2 separate regions of the Drosophila melanogaster genome follow, and region 1 is linked to region 2. A link is a contact called in public targeted proximity ligation data. All regions are on one chromosome and are shown on one strand. The core of a region is the stretch at or near the end of the contact, and the rest is flanking DNA. Distances in the headings are between cores, read along the strand shown. Region 1 holds the start of sfl (sulfateless). Region 2 holds the start of lncRNA:CR44522 (long non-coding RNA:CR44522).

The links.
Region 1: a targeted proximity ligation map of the Kc167 cell line shows a contact between it and region 2, with 5 times the contacts expected there. A contact is called at or near these places in 5 of 107 Hi-C or Micro-C datasets (the Clone 8 cell line, the Kc167 cell line and the S2 cell line) and 2 of 7 datasets of targeted methods (both in the Kc167 cell line).

Annotation. Positions count from the first base shown.
Region 1 is chr3L:6,492,923-6,499,378 of dm6, forward strand. It overlaps sfl (sulfateless), which reads left to right and starts at 2,758. Exons shown (of 7, transcript NM_079222.5): 1 at 2,758-3,559. Vps8 (Vacuolar protein sorting 8) reads right to left here and starts at 2,375. Exons shown (of 4, transcript NM_139791.3): 1 at 2,167-2,375; 2 at 792-2,099; 3 at 1-732. The coding sequence starts at 2,268.
Region 2 is chr3L:6,258,695-6,265,530 of dm6, forward strand. It overlaps lncRNA:CR44522 (long non-coding RNA:CR44522), which reads right to left and starts at 4,705. Exons shown (of 1, transcript NR_124810.1): 1 at 4,314-4,705. Ldh (Lactate dehydrogenase) reads right to left here and starts at 4,000. Exons shown (of 4, transcript NM_001274545.2): 1 at 3,865-4,000; 2 at 1,811-2,190; 3 at 1,287-1,742; 4 at 411-1,216. The coding sequence starts at 2,188. The coding sequence ends at 1,052. It overlaps CG10163, which reads right to left and starts at 66. Exons shown (of 3, transcript NM_139785.2): 1 at 1-66. The coding sequence starts at 66.

The DNA of each region.
Region 1 (6,456 bases), core at 1,508-4,007, 230 kb after region 2:
AGTATCGAACTTGAGGAGAGCTCTAAGATAGGGATAGGGCAGTTCATCGCCGGCATTCTCCTTGGAATGCTGGGAGGTCAGGCAACGCAGGACATCGTGCTTGACTTGATGCACCAGCTCCACGGGAATTTCTCCGCTGGGATATTCTCTTCCAGCCAGACAACTAGAAACGTAGACCAGCAGGCAGTTGCCCAAATCCGTCTCATCTGGGGTCACCAATGGAAGGAGCTCCGTGAGCGCCGCCGTATAGTCATTCAAAGCTTGGGTGTTGAGGTAGATTTGAGCCCTAAACAGACGATGCTTCTTCACAGCCTTAAGCACCTGGTTGAGATCCAGGCACATCCAATCCAGTTTGAGGATAAGCTGTTCAAGTTTGGCAGGGGAGTGTTCCAGCCAGTAATCCACCAAAGCTTGGGATATCACTGGATTAACACTATGTATCGTTTCCTTTTCTATATGCTCGGAAATGTGCTGTAAGAAAAGTTCAGTGCTGCTGTTGTGTAACTTTTCCCACAGCTGTGTCCACAGAAGATCCAGTTCACCCACGGTGATCAAGCAGTTAACAATGGCGCCGAGACAATACTCTGGTGCCCGGGCGGAATTGGCGATATATTCCTTAAAAAGCATGATGATACGCTCCTTGGCTTGAGCACGTTTCCTCGGGCGATCCACAGAGGCAATGTAGCCATCAAGTGCCAGTTGGCAGGCTTCCTGCCATCGATGGTGTTTTACCTAGAAACGATAAAGTTGAGGCTTTGATTTTCCATTTAAATCCACAGTTTTGATCTTACCAGGAAGCTTATTCTCTCTGACCAAGTTCTAACTCCAATTATATGCAGGGACCTGGCGCCTAAAACGTACAACTGGGTTCCTCTTGAAACCACTGAGTTATAACAGGCATTTGAGCCGGCTAAAGCGAAGGCAGGTGACACATTTCCGCCAGTGGCTAGTCCTTTAAACTGCGCTGATCCGTAGACCAGTCCTGCGTTGGCCATATCCATACATTCTAGTTCCTTACTGGATCGCACATCCACAAGATGAAGTATTTCCGCCGTGTCCAATGAGGCAACACACTTTGGTCCCAGCCAGTGAGCGGAGAGGAGACTCCCCTGCAGCTGGACATGTCGAAGGTATAAAAGCGTTATTCGTCCGTTCGAGACAAACAGTTGGTGAAAGAATAATTGATTCCCGCGGCCCACGACAATCACGGGGTCCACGGAGCGGGAAGTATCTGCCGCTTGAATGAGTACTAAATGCCAGGCGAGGAGAGGTAAGCAATCAGGAGGTCCCTGAAGCACGTGGTATTTGATGACCCTTAATCTTGGTCGGACAGTGACGATAAAATACTTGGATAACGTTGCCAGAGCCACAATGCAGTACTGATCCAATTCATGGCGTCCTTGGGAGTCCATTATTAGAGGTTCCACGGCGCAGACCTCTCCGCGAGCGCCGGAGAAGAGGCATCTCGATTGGCAGCCACGGATGCCCAGCTTCCGGGTGAAACTAAGAGACCACACCGATCCGCCGGCATCGGCACACAAGGCCAGTGATGATCTCGAGGTCCACTTGACATGCAGTACGCCGGTGTTTGGGGTTATGACGTCGAACAGCTCACGGAGAACATCACCCGTATGAGTGTCCAGCATGGCAACCAATCCCCTAGAAAAACCAGCCAAAAGTCGCGTTGAATCCGCATTGAAAGCCAAACTGGCCACCGCACCCTGACCATGCTTGTCCTGATGGGCCCACCTAAGGGTTTGGGTTACATCGAAGTTCAAAATGTGTCCATGCGATGTTCCGATGGCTATGAATGCGGCCACGGCACAGGAACTGGCTGCTCCGGCATTGACACGTTCCGCCGCTGAGGAAAGTTGTGCCGAGATGCCGTGTAGGAGGGTGTACCTCATTATGGATCCTCCACCACCTCTGCCGTCTGTTCTGATCGTGGAATCCTCACCAATCGAGGGCGTGGGCGTGGCATGGGGCACCGGCATTCCAAACTCGGAGGCCACATCCGAATCCGCCTCAAATTCACTGAGCACCGCCTCCAAAGTAGGCAGCACATCGGTGGGCGGTATTGCAAACTCGGCATCATCAAGCTATAATTGGATGAATCAAGATAAAGTGTTATCTAGGCCATTCCATTTTCGGGTAATCCCAACTCACATCTTCGAAGTCCAGCTGCAGGGATTCGGCCAGTAGGCTGTCTGTGGATCCTCGCTCCGATTCCAGCAGAGATTGCAGCGACGGGGCCTTAAGCTCCGACATGCTCCCGGTTCTTTCAATCCTGATCCCTCCCCCAAACTAATAATTTTAAGTGATTTTGTTTTTATCAATGAGTTTCTACGCCCATCAAAGGACTGCCCACTCGTTTGCATAACAGATGTCTTTCGGTTGCTTATCGGTTTCTGTTATCGATGATTTTATATAAAAACTTAATTTAATTGGACAAATAACAGAGGTAAAGATAAATTTTAAATTCTGAGGAAGGCGTATATTTGTTTTTGTTCCTTTAAGAAGCAGGAATTTTAAATTATTCATTTAGAAATAAGCTTATAACTGGAAACAGTCTACAACTTAATGGGAGTATAAAATTTAATGTTAAGTTCAACAAAGTTAAAAATTTAATATCGAAAATTTAAAAACTTATCGAGTGAGAGGACCAATCGACTACTCGACTTAGCAAACATCGAAATATCGCAGGTTGGACCTCACATCGCCATCTGTTCCATCGCTAGTTCATCTTTGTTTTCATCGCGTTCGGTTCAGTGCAGCGGACGATTTTGCTGCTCGCGAGGCCAGCAGATATTAATTAAAATGCAATAAAGTGTGTTCCGAGCCATTTGAATAATCGCGTAACCAAAAACAATGCGCGGCGCACTAGATTATTAATCGGATTCGCTTATCTGCCAGTTGCAGCAGCCCGTGATTGCGGGCCAAGAGCAAAACGCGAGTGGAAATTTCGATTATTGTATTGTTTGTTGCCATGCATAAGACACTTGTGCAAAATGGGCATTAGCAGACACTAACGAATAGTACTAAACAATGGCGCAGTGATTGGGACACGAAATATAAATAAAATATTTGTTTATTTGAGCGTGCGGCGCTTTGCCAAATTAATCGCTCTCTTTCTGGCATTTCCACTCTCTTCTTTACGCGCCTTTCATTCAGTCGCGCGTATGTGTGCGGGTGTGCGTGCGTGTGTGTATGAGCCAGTGACGTAAACAAATGCACAAAAGCGAATGAGTGCAAGAATTTGAAAAATGCGATTGTCGATTCACGTGCCAAAAAAAAGTAACAACAAACGGGAGCAGCAGGCAGAGAACAACTCAGGCAGCAACAAATTGACATAACGTTATTGTTTTCGGTCCTCTGTTTTGTGCACCGCATTCGCTGTATTTTCACCAGCTCAGCTGTGCAATTTCGCCTTGGTGTTGGTGAGCGCAACACGTTTGTGTTCGAGTGGGAGAGATACATAGCAAGAGAGCTAACGTAAACTCCTCTGCCAGCGTCGCTGCTGAAGTCGGCGTCGGCAGCGTGCGTCATTGATGTGCGACAGGTAAGAAGACGCCGCGCTCCAAATATACCCAATTTCCCAAATTACCATAGTTAATTACTTACATAGACGAATATGAAACCAAAACTTATCAATTAGGCGGCAGGGCGGCACCTTTCGCAGGTAATTTTCCCAAACGCACACATTCCTACATACGTAAATAAAGCTCTCATGCAGCTTCGTTTACGTTTTTCGAGATAAGGCAAACGAGTTAATGACACTCGCGGAGCAAAGCATTCTTGCACACGCTGCGTCTCCTCTTTCTCGCTCCCTCCTCTTCCCATTCCGACTTCCCTCGCACCCCCTCTTGACGCGTTCATCACGCTCTTGGCCCCAACTTGTCGATCGGAAATCGCTGGACATTGTTTGTTGGTCTGGTCGCCGCCAGTCGCGCTAGTCGCCAATCGCCCGTCGCGCTAGTTTTTCCACATTTGTCATACACTAACCATAACGAAGGAGTTACCTGGATTTCTGGCTCAAAGGGTACCGAATATTTATAATGGGTTCCTTGGAAAGGTTAATATATTTCTCGGGTCTTTCAGTAAAAGGGATCTCAACCCGAAAATCATTATATTTGTTCTTAAAATAAAGCAGTTTTTTATTTTCCGTAAACTGATATACTGAAAGAGAATTGAAAAACGGCTTAATATATTCATTTATTCATTCATTTAACCTAGTAATATTTTTAAAAGCATTCATATTTATGGCTCACAGCAGATTTCTGTTTATGATTGTCATTTAAGATACTTTATCTCGGATCCAATAACACTTGCAATGCAGATTTGTTTTATTTTGTACTATATGAAACATCGTTTACCCTTAAGAATTTTAATTTGACTTTAAGTGTTCCTTGATGAGTTTTATAAGATAAGATTATTCACTATACTTTTCTAGCCATTTTGGTGCGTTTATTGAACTTAAACGCAGACAAATAAATTTCTGTATAACGTTAAGGTTGTTATTTAAAAGTTGTTGTAGGTGCCATCGAATACATTCAGATTAAATAGACCGGAATAAGGCGATAAGCTCATTTGTCATAATGCCTTATCATTATACATAAATTATTAGACTACGAAACTAACGAACGAACAGCCATTTATTTACTTGATTTCGGGATTAAAAACCAGGCATGTATTTGAATCAATTGAAATTTAATGGGAATTTCGAATGGGTTCTTGAACCAAATAAGATTTCTCGAGAGAGCATACCATATTTGTGGGGCCTTCTCTTGCCCCTAATCGTTTGTGTTTATTATTGTTGACCATGCGCTTTTTGTTCCTTTTTCCCCCTTAGGTTTCAGGTTCTGGCCTTTTATTTTCCGCTCGCTCTGTGTGTTTGTCGTTCATGGTCACAAAATTTATTGGTCAACATTTTATCTTGGCCCCGGCACCCACGTCGACTCCTTTTCCAGCTTTGCAACTTGTTTGCTTCTCGGTCCACCTATTTCTTTCTTCGTTTTTTTTTTTTTTTTTTGTCTTGGCCATTCTCTGGACGGCCGGCCGGCCGCCCACATGGAAATTTAACGCTTCAACACGTTCGGATTTTTCCCAAAAAGAAATCGGAGGAAGCAGCGAATAAAAAAAATATTCGAGAGCACGGCGCTCAAAACAAATATTTTCAAGATAAGTTATGGGCATATAGCTTGGGTTCAGTTTCTCCAGCTATGAAATGTTTAATGGGAAATGGGAAATATCTTAATTTTTATAAACTTGGCGGCGCACATAAATTATCGGTGCGGAATTATTGCGGCTTTCATGGTTTTTCTTTTTTTTTCCCCGCTGCCTTTTTTTTTTCGTTTGTCTGGCGCATACTTTTCGTGACTTTCCGCTTTTTTGTTTATCTTGAGGCGATTGTTGTTTATCTTGATGCCTCTCAGATATTTTCGGCTATCGGTCCCGCGCCCCCGCTACCTTTTCCCATCCATTTTTCCCATATATCGTATATGGAGCATATAGCATATAGCCACAGCTAGCAAATTGGCAATTGCAGCTGCTGCTGGTGGTGGTGGTGCATAACTCAGCAGGCCCTTCAGGCATTAACCCTTTGTTGCCCACATGATAAACGATAGCTTGTTAATAAATCACAAGCCAAATGTGTGTGAGTTTGTGTGCTTCTGCTGGGTCTATCTGTCCTGGATGGTCAGGACATGCTGAAAAAGTAGTAACAAGGTTGCCTGCGTTATTTCATGCACTGAAAAGTATAATCTTTCTTATTGATATTTAGACAAAATGAAAAACAAAAAGCAATAGAAATACAAGAAATAACCTTTTTTAAAATACAGAAGTAGTAAAGTAAAATGAATGTACAATTAATCCTTTACAACAGAACAACCAATAAATACCCCCGTTAATATAGGATGTATTAATTATTTCTCTCGGTGTGCTCCCGGGCTGCATGCCCCGGGTTGTATGCAACTTGATTGGCTCTGCTCTCAGCACAGGATACTCGTATTTCATATGCCGTTGCTAGATTTATGAAGTGCCGTACTGAGTTCCTTGCCGAGCCAAGTCCTTAGCTGAATCCTTTGCTATTGCCTGTGCCTCGGCTGCCATTGGCATTCTAATAATTTTTTATTGTTGTCGTTTAAGTGGCCCATTGTACAGCTGGCAACATATTGTGTGCTTGCTGCAACATCGTCCTGCCACTTGATAACAGTAGGTGCTTTCCATCCATCGGGCCATCCCTCATGCTTTTTGCTTGATTTTGGCGTTTGCCATAAAACCAGTTGTCCAATTCTGCATTCTTGGCCTGCAACACGAGTGCTTCATCGAGTGACTCTCTGATAGAATACGTTTATAATTAGACATTTGGGATTAGTTGGGTTTTGTGTGTGAAACCGGAAGAACTGCTTTTATGGCCACGTCTTCTCGAGCGAGTGATTATTGTCAATAATTTTAGTT
Region 2 (6,836 bases), core at 3,455-5,954:
ACAGATCAGGCAGACTGCGATGATCATCTGGGCTGTGCTCTTCTGCATGGTGAATTGTGCTCTCATGTCTGAATTCGAAAACCGGGGCTCTTTTATAGCCAGGCCTTATCGGGCCAAAAGACTCGCGAACCGAGACTCTCTTATCTGGTAGCTGGTTTTCGATTTCGGTTTATTTTATAAGCTTGTTGCAGCACGTTTGTTGGAGGGGCTACTGTCTGGTCGTTGTCTGCGGTTCCGCGCCAAAATCTTCAGCCTCAAAAAGCCGCAGATAAGGCGGCAAATCTTGCTAGACTTTGCTGATTGATTATCATCCCCAATCCGATCGTGCCTCAATATGAAAATACTTACCAAAGTTTCCCTTGCAACACTTCATTCACTTCTTTTTTCCGTCAATAGATAAGGCTTATGATATCTAGTTTTTTGATGGGTGCTCGAAACCAACTAGGTGCTAAATCTTTATTCATTAAGTTGTATATTTTGACTATATGGGCTTTGCTTAGTTTGCTTTTTTTTCGAGTATAGTTAGTAGGGCTGTAAATTTGACTAGAGCTCCTCGTCTTGACTGACAAGCGCGATTCACAATTCAAAATTTACGCTAATGAGGTAGCGGCGGTTGTTGTCTGACTCTGATTCTTTTCCCAACGGAAGTTCTCTAGAGTGGCCTTAAAATTAGATTCCTTAGGTGCTAAAGTTGTGTATGAGCATCGCTAATCCAGGCCAAAAAAAATCATAAATAAATATGCAAAGAATCCAGAGAAGAAGACGAGATGAAACAAATAACAAGAGCATGGCAGGTTAAACTTAAAATTTAAACAGTTTATTCGTGTGGGCACACAAGAACTAATTCATAAAAATAATAAATAAATTGAGAGGTGGACTAAAAATAAACATTGGTAGTCAGAAATACTTGATGCTACGATCCGTGGCATCTTTTCACTGGCTTCTGCTCCCCTGCTGCTCCAAATTGGACTAAAATTAGCATTCCGCTCTGTTTTGTGTGTTGTTTTCTTTTTGGGTGTTGCGAATGGATCTGTTAGTTGAATGCTTTGATTTAGAACTTCAGACCAGCCTGGACATCGGACATGATGTTGGCGGACTTCTGCAGTTGTTCAACTTCGGTGGGAGTCAGGATCTGCTTGACCACGGATGTCACACCGTTGGCATTGAGAACGCAGGGCAGCGAGAGGAACACATCCTTGTCAATGCCATGTTCGCCCTGTGAGATAAAATATAATATATTAGAACATCTTTACAATCATATAAAAGTTTTATAAAAGTAATCTTACCAAAACGGAGGTGGAGACGGCGGCCACGCTGCTCGTGTTGCGCAAGATGGCCGAGGCCAGGGAGGCGGTGCTCAGGCCAATGGCCCAGGAGGTGTATCCCTTTAGCTTGATCACCTCGTAGGCGGAGTCCACCACCTGCTTGTGCAGCTCGTTCCACTTCTCTGGATCCTCGCCGGTGCCCAGAATGGGGTTCAGCTCGCGCAAACGCACGCCGGCAATGTTCACTCCAGACCAAACGGGCACGGAGCTGTCGCCGTGCTCACCGATGATCCAGCCGTGGCAGGAGGTGGGTGCCACGCCCAGGCGCTGCGACATCAGGAAGCGGAAGCGGGACGAGTCCAAGTTGGTGCCGCTGCCGATCACGCGGTTCTTGGGCAGACCGGACAGCTTCCAGGCCACGTAGGTCATGATGTCCACGGGATTGGACACCATAAGCAAAATGGTATCGGGACTGTACTGTAAGTGAAATCAAGTTATTGCTCCAAATCTCTATATTAGTTTCTTGATTGTCGACATGAACCTACCTCTACCAGCTTGGGGATGATGTTCTTGAGGATGTCGGTGTTGCGCTGCACGAGGGACAGGCGGGACTCGCCCTCCTTTTGGCGCACTCCGGCGGTCACGATGCACAGACGGGAGTTGGCCGAGGCGGCAAAGTCGGTGCTGGCCGTGATCTGGGGGTTCTTCAGAAAGTTGGAGCCGTGCTGCAGATCCATCAGCTCGCCCTGCAGCTTGTCCGCGCAGACATCGATGAGGCACACCTCCTTGGAGACGTTCTGAGCCAGGATGCTGAAGGCGCTGGCCATGCCCACCTGGCCGATGCCCACAATGGTGACCTTGTGCCCGGAGCTGGGCAGGACCTCAGCAACCTGGGCCAACAGACTGTCCTTAATGGCGGCCATTGCTAGGGGGTAACAAAAAAAAAAAAAAAAGAAATATAACTTTAATATTCCGCCAAAGAAAGCAAAGCGCATTGCCCCTGGGAGATTACCCATTTTGATTGCTATCACGTGCCTATGATTTAGTTAAAACATTCACATTTTTTTTGGGAAAACTCTTTTCCCCACAAACAGACACACACATACTGCTTAGTTGGCGTTCTTTAACCTTCACGAAGGTCGTATTAATGAGAAAAAAGCGACATCGCCACAACACGCAACCGGACCGAACCGAAAACATTGCCGAAAAAATTAACTTGTGATTTTTTTTGCTCTTTTATATAGCAATTCATAGAGCCACATGACACTGCCAGTCAATTAGGGTCTTCTTCATTCACACAGATAAAATCTAATTAGGCCCAAATGGAAGTTTTATCAATGAAAATGTGTGCTACCTTATGGAATTAATCCCCCGATTCAGATCTAATCGTTTTATTTCTGATTTGGCAAACAGTCATAGTGACTTCCTCGAAAGTTGGCAGTTTTTTATCTTATCACAAGAGTTTCAAACAATTATAGCAATTTGATTAATCCAATTATGGCATACCTATGATGATTAATAAATAAATAATACAATGACGTAGGACTAAGCTTATCGCAAATAGGAAGAGTTTTGGGGGGCCAAAGTTGAGTTTGTTGCCAATGTTTGCAATACTATTTCAGATTAGATTGCTAAAGATTATAAGTGCATATTGGAACTATTATCAGTGGGAAAATATTTATATAAACATATGGCACGTTTTTTAATTAGAATCTGCTTCAGGTTGAGTGTTTTCCTAGCTTGAATTACGACTGCAGTTATGAGTTCTGAAGAATTTGGGTGGGGTACAAAAACCCAAGAGTTCTGATGAGTTCCGCAAGTGTGAGGTACGAAAAGTCAGGGAAATGTCACAAATATATAAAAAACTAGATAATGATTTATGGCTGAGTGATCACGGTTTATTTTTATTGGGGACGAGTATCTAGTATTAGTAAGTATAAGTATTAGTGCCAGATAAAAGGGGGCTAATTGCTTTTTCTCTTTTTTAAGAATCTAGATATATTATTGACAAACACGGATTATTTAAAACTTTGTAGATACAACAAAAAATACAAAACTATAACTTTTCTCTTAATAAACAAAAATTCGTCATTAATTACAAAATATCATATTGGCATAAAAATTCGAGTTTTTTATATAAAAATTCATATCTTCGCCACACTTGTTGCAAGCTGTGAAAATGTGCGTCAAAATTGGGCCTACGCATGACCTTCTCTCAAAGTCAAATGCGGTTGTTCCACTTTACTTGGGCGGTGCGACGTCCCCCCGTCGGAAAATGGGGAAGTCAGCTGTTTGCGACATGGCGCATGCTCCCGTTGAAAACGAAAGTGAAAGTCAATTGTACGCCCAATTGCCACCCCACACCCTCTTCGCGGGAAACCCCGGAAATCCGGCCCACCCCACTAACGTCTCAGGTGCGGAAGGCCAAGGGCGACGGGGTTCGGTTTTCGGAACCGACCGATGCACTTGACCCTTGAAAGTTGAATGCACCCTGATGAGGCAGGAAGTTGACACCCAGTTTGTACTACTAATTTTCAGGTATCCTGCACAATCACAAATACTGTTTTTTTTCCAAGTGCATGCTAGTATATATACTTACTTTTGTATTGGTTTTGTTTTAATTCTCTTTTTTTTTCACTGGATTATTTTGGGCGCCTCTAAACTTTGAGGTCGTCGACGTTCCGTTCACTTTGCGCGTTCGTTGCGAACTGTTTGCACTTCAAGCGGACTGCTTTGGAATTTAGCTGCTGCCGCTGGATTTTGTAGCCTCCGCAGCCGCTTTTCTCTCACTACCTCTCTCGCTCTTTCCTTCGCAGCTAGTACACTTAGAAAAATGATATCACGAAATTGTGATATTCAAATGGACTAAAGTTGAATGTGTAGCTGTTGAATTTTTAGTAAAATCATATTAATTTAAAAATAGTGTAGTTTTATATCCAACTTAAAACAAATTTAAACAAATATAAAATGACATACACTTTATGATTGTTCGACTTGAAATATTATTTCTGTATAAATGGTAGAGTTAGTTAAGCTGATCATTTTTTTCAGTGTGGCCAGCTGTTTTGGACCTCTCTGCCAGCTGCGCCAGGATGAATGACGAAACGGCCTCTGCGGCGTTGTGAAAGTGAGCGGCCATTTCTCTCGCTCGCTCTTTCGCCGCCTGTGTTTGTTGGTGTTGCGCTCTCCAGAGTTTTTTGGCTCCATTCGGCCAAGTTAGTCAAGGTGACCTTTGCTGGTTTTCCGTATATATTCCTCTATTTATAGGCGGCACGTTTTCGACTAATTTTCCGGGATTTCGTTAGTGGAGTTGTTGGATAATTCTTCATTTACAATTCCCCTGCGGCATAAATTACATTTAGATCTTACATGCTGAATTCGTTCCATTTGTCCGAGTAGGTGGTTGTTTATTTGAGCCTCGTGACAGCAGCTGGGGATCTTTGGACTAACACGTGCCCAAGATCACATACACATAGGGGACCAGTTTATTTGAACGGATGTGTATGCAGCCAATTTTGGCCAACTGCCCAGTCAGGCGGCTGCTGCAGTTAATTTGGCCAACAGATGGTGCAGTGGATTATGTGTGATTAGGAAATACCCTGTACTAAGCAGCTTGTGTTATATGATTAAGCTAATATGCATATCCCTTTAATCTTAAAAAGGACCAGCTTTAAGAACACTGTCTGTTTAATTGGTTGCCTTTAAAAACATATACTCATTGGATTCCGTGTATAATGCTTATAAGCATTTTATTAAGAGTGTATGGCATTTCACACCTATTGAGCTGGATTTAAGCAGACTTTCGCTAATTGTTTCAAATACGTCATCCCCTGGTCTTCTGTACTTGCATTGTGGTTAGACAATTCCATAGAGAGTCCTCAAGAGATCTGTAGAGAAAAATAGAAGCAGAGGGAGATCCCCAGAGAGAAGTTGCTCCACCAGTTTGCCGGCGTTCGTGACTGACAACACATTTTACAGACTCAACATTTATTCGCCGGTGATTCACTGCACTCTCTCGATTTTCGCAAGCATTTCGACTTAATACGTCATCATTGCCGTCGGCTAGCTTGAGTTGTCAAAGCGGGGAAGGGGGTGGTGATGAGCGGTTTATTGCTCTCTCAATGTCACTGCAATTTAACGCAATCGTTGTGAAAGTGTCGGCGAGGGTGACCCACTTTTTGAATTGACCCAAGTCAATGTCAATGCACTTCCTCTCTTACCTCTTGACCCTCTTGGCCCCCAAACATTTTTTGGGGTCATGACGTCGTCTCGCCCTTCAATTGTGAAATGCAGCCGAGAATGAGTTACCTGTGAATACTCATATATGCACTTATCGGAACTTGTTTTGTTTAGGTCTGGGTTTGTTGAACTTTTGTTTATGTCTGCGGTGTAATGATTTCTTTTCTGGGAACTTCTAGTGCTCACTTAGAATTCTGTAAGATAAAACTAAAATGTGCATTGCTTATGACAAGAAACCTAATGTCATCAGCACTTGTAACTAATATTTCAATACCATATATACAATGCAATATTCAATTCTTGTTTAATATTTAAAAAAGTTTTTTTCTTAGTTCCAGTATTTCTGATGCTTGCTTATTTAAATCAAACTACAATTGTAAATCTGAATAGTTTTCAAGATTTACTGGCGCCATCTAGGGCCTTATACTTGAGCCAGTTGCGCTTATAAAAAATGCCGCTAGGGGCGCTAAAAAGCAATGTGTAGAATACATTTGACGTGTAGAAGACAAGTTATTGCAGTGAAGCATTATTAATATAAAAATATGTTTCCCAGATTTGAGCTTGGATTAATAACAATTTAGTCACCTAATGGAACTTTTCATGCGTTTAGCGCTGCCACTTGAAAACTTATGTAACTAAACATTGCGTACTACATTTAACTAATTTTAGATTGTTGTAAAATGTTTTGAGAATTAGAAATTGGTCGTTTATTGTGAGCACCTATATAACGCAGTGTTCCAATTCCAGCAATCTTTTAGCTTCCCATATTACGCAACATTTCGATGCATTCGCCAGATTAGCCAGAACAAACATTTCTCATGCTCCGCGCTCCCAATCTCTGAAGCTCTGCGTGCCGGCTGAAAAGTGAGAGATGCCCCAAGAAACCGATAGTGCAACTCCTGGCCAAAAAACGACCCAAGGCGTTGTTATCAACGCCGGGGAATCTGATTAGAGCCAGAGAGCTCGATGTGCCCGTGTGTGTAAGCCAAGTGGCAGGAGGCGACTCCATCGTCTGCGAATTCTCGGGAGCACGCAATCGAGCGAAGATGTCGCTGCCCCACTGCACATTAATATTCAAAAATTGCGTTTTTATGCTAATTCTCACACACAACGTTGGAGCCGGACTAAATGGCCAACCTGTCGATAGATTACTCAATGACAAGAAGAAGGCAGTAGCAGTTGAGGCTGCAGTTGGAGCTGGGGAGGATGCACACTCTTCAGAAGAACCCACGGTGCACTGAGGTAAATACTTCATGCTAGATCAATATACAATTGGAAATGATTTCACATAATAATATGTTTGTTGTATATGTATATATCATATGTTTTTTT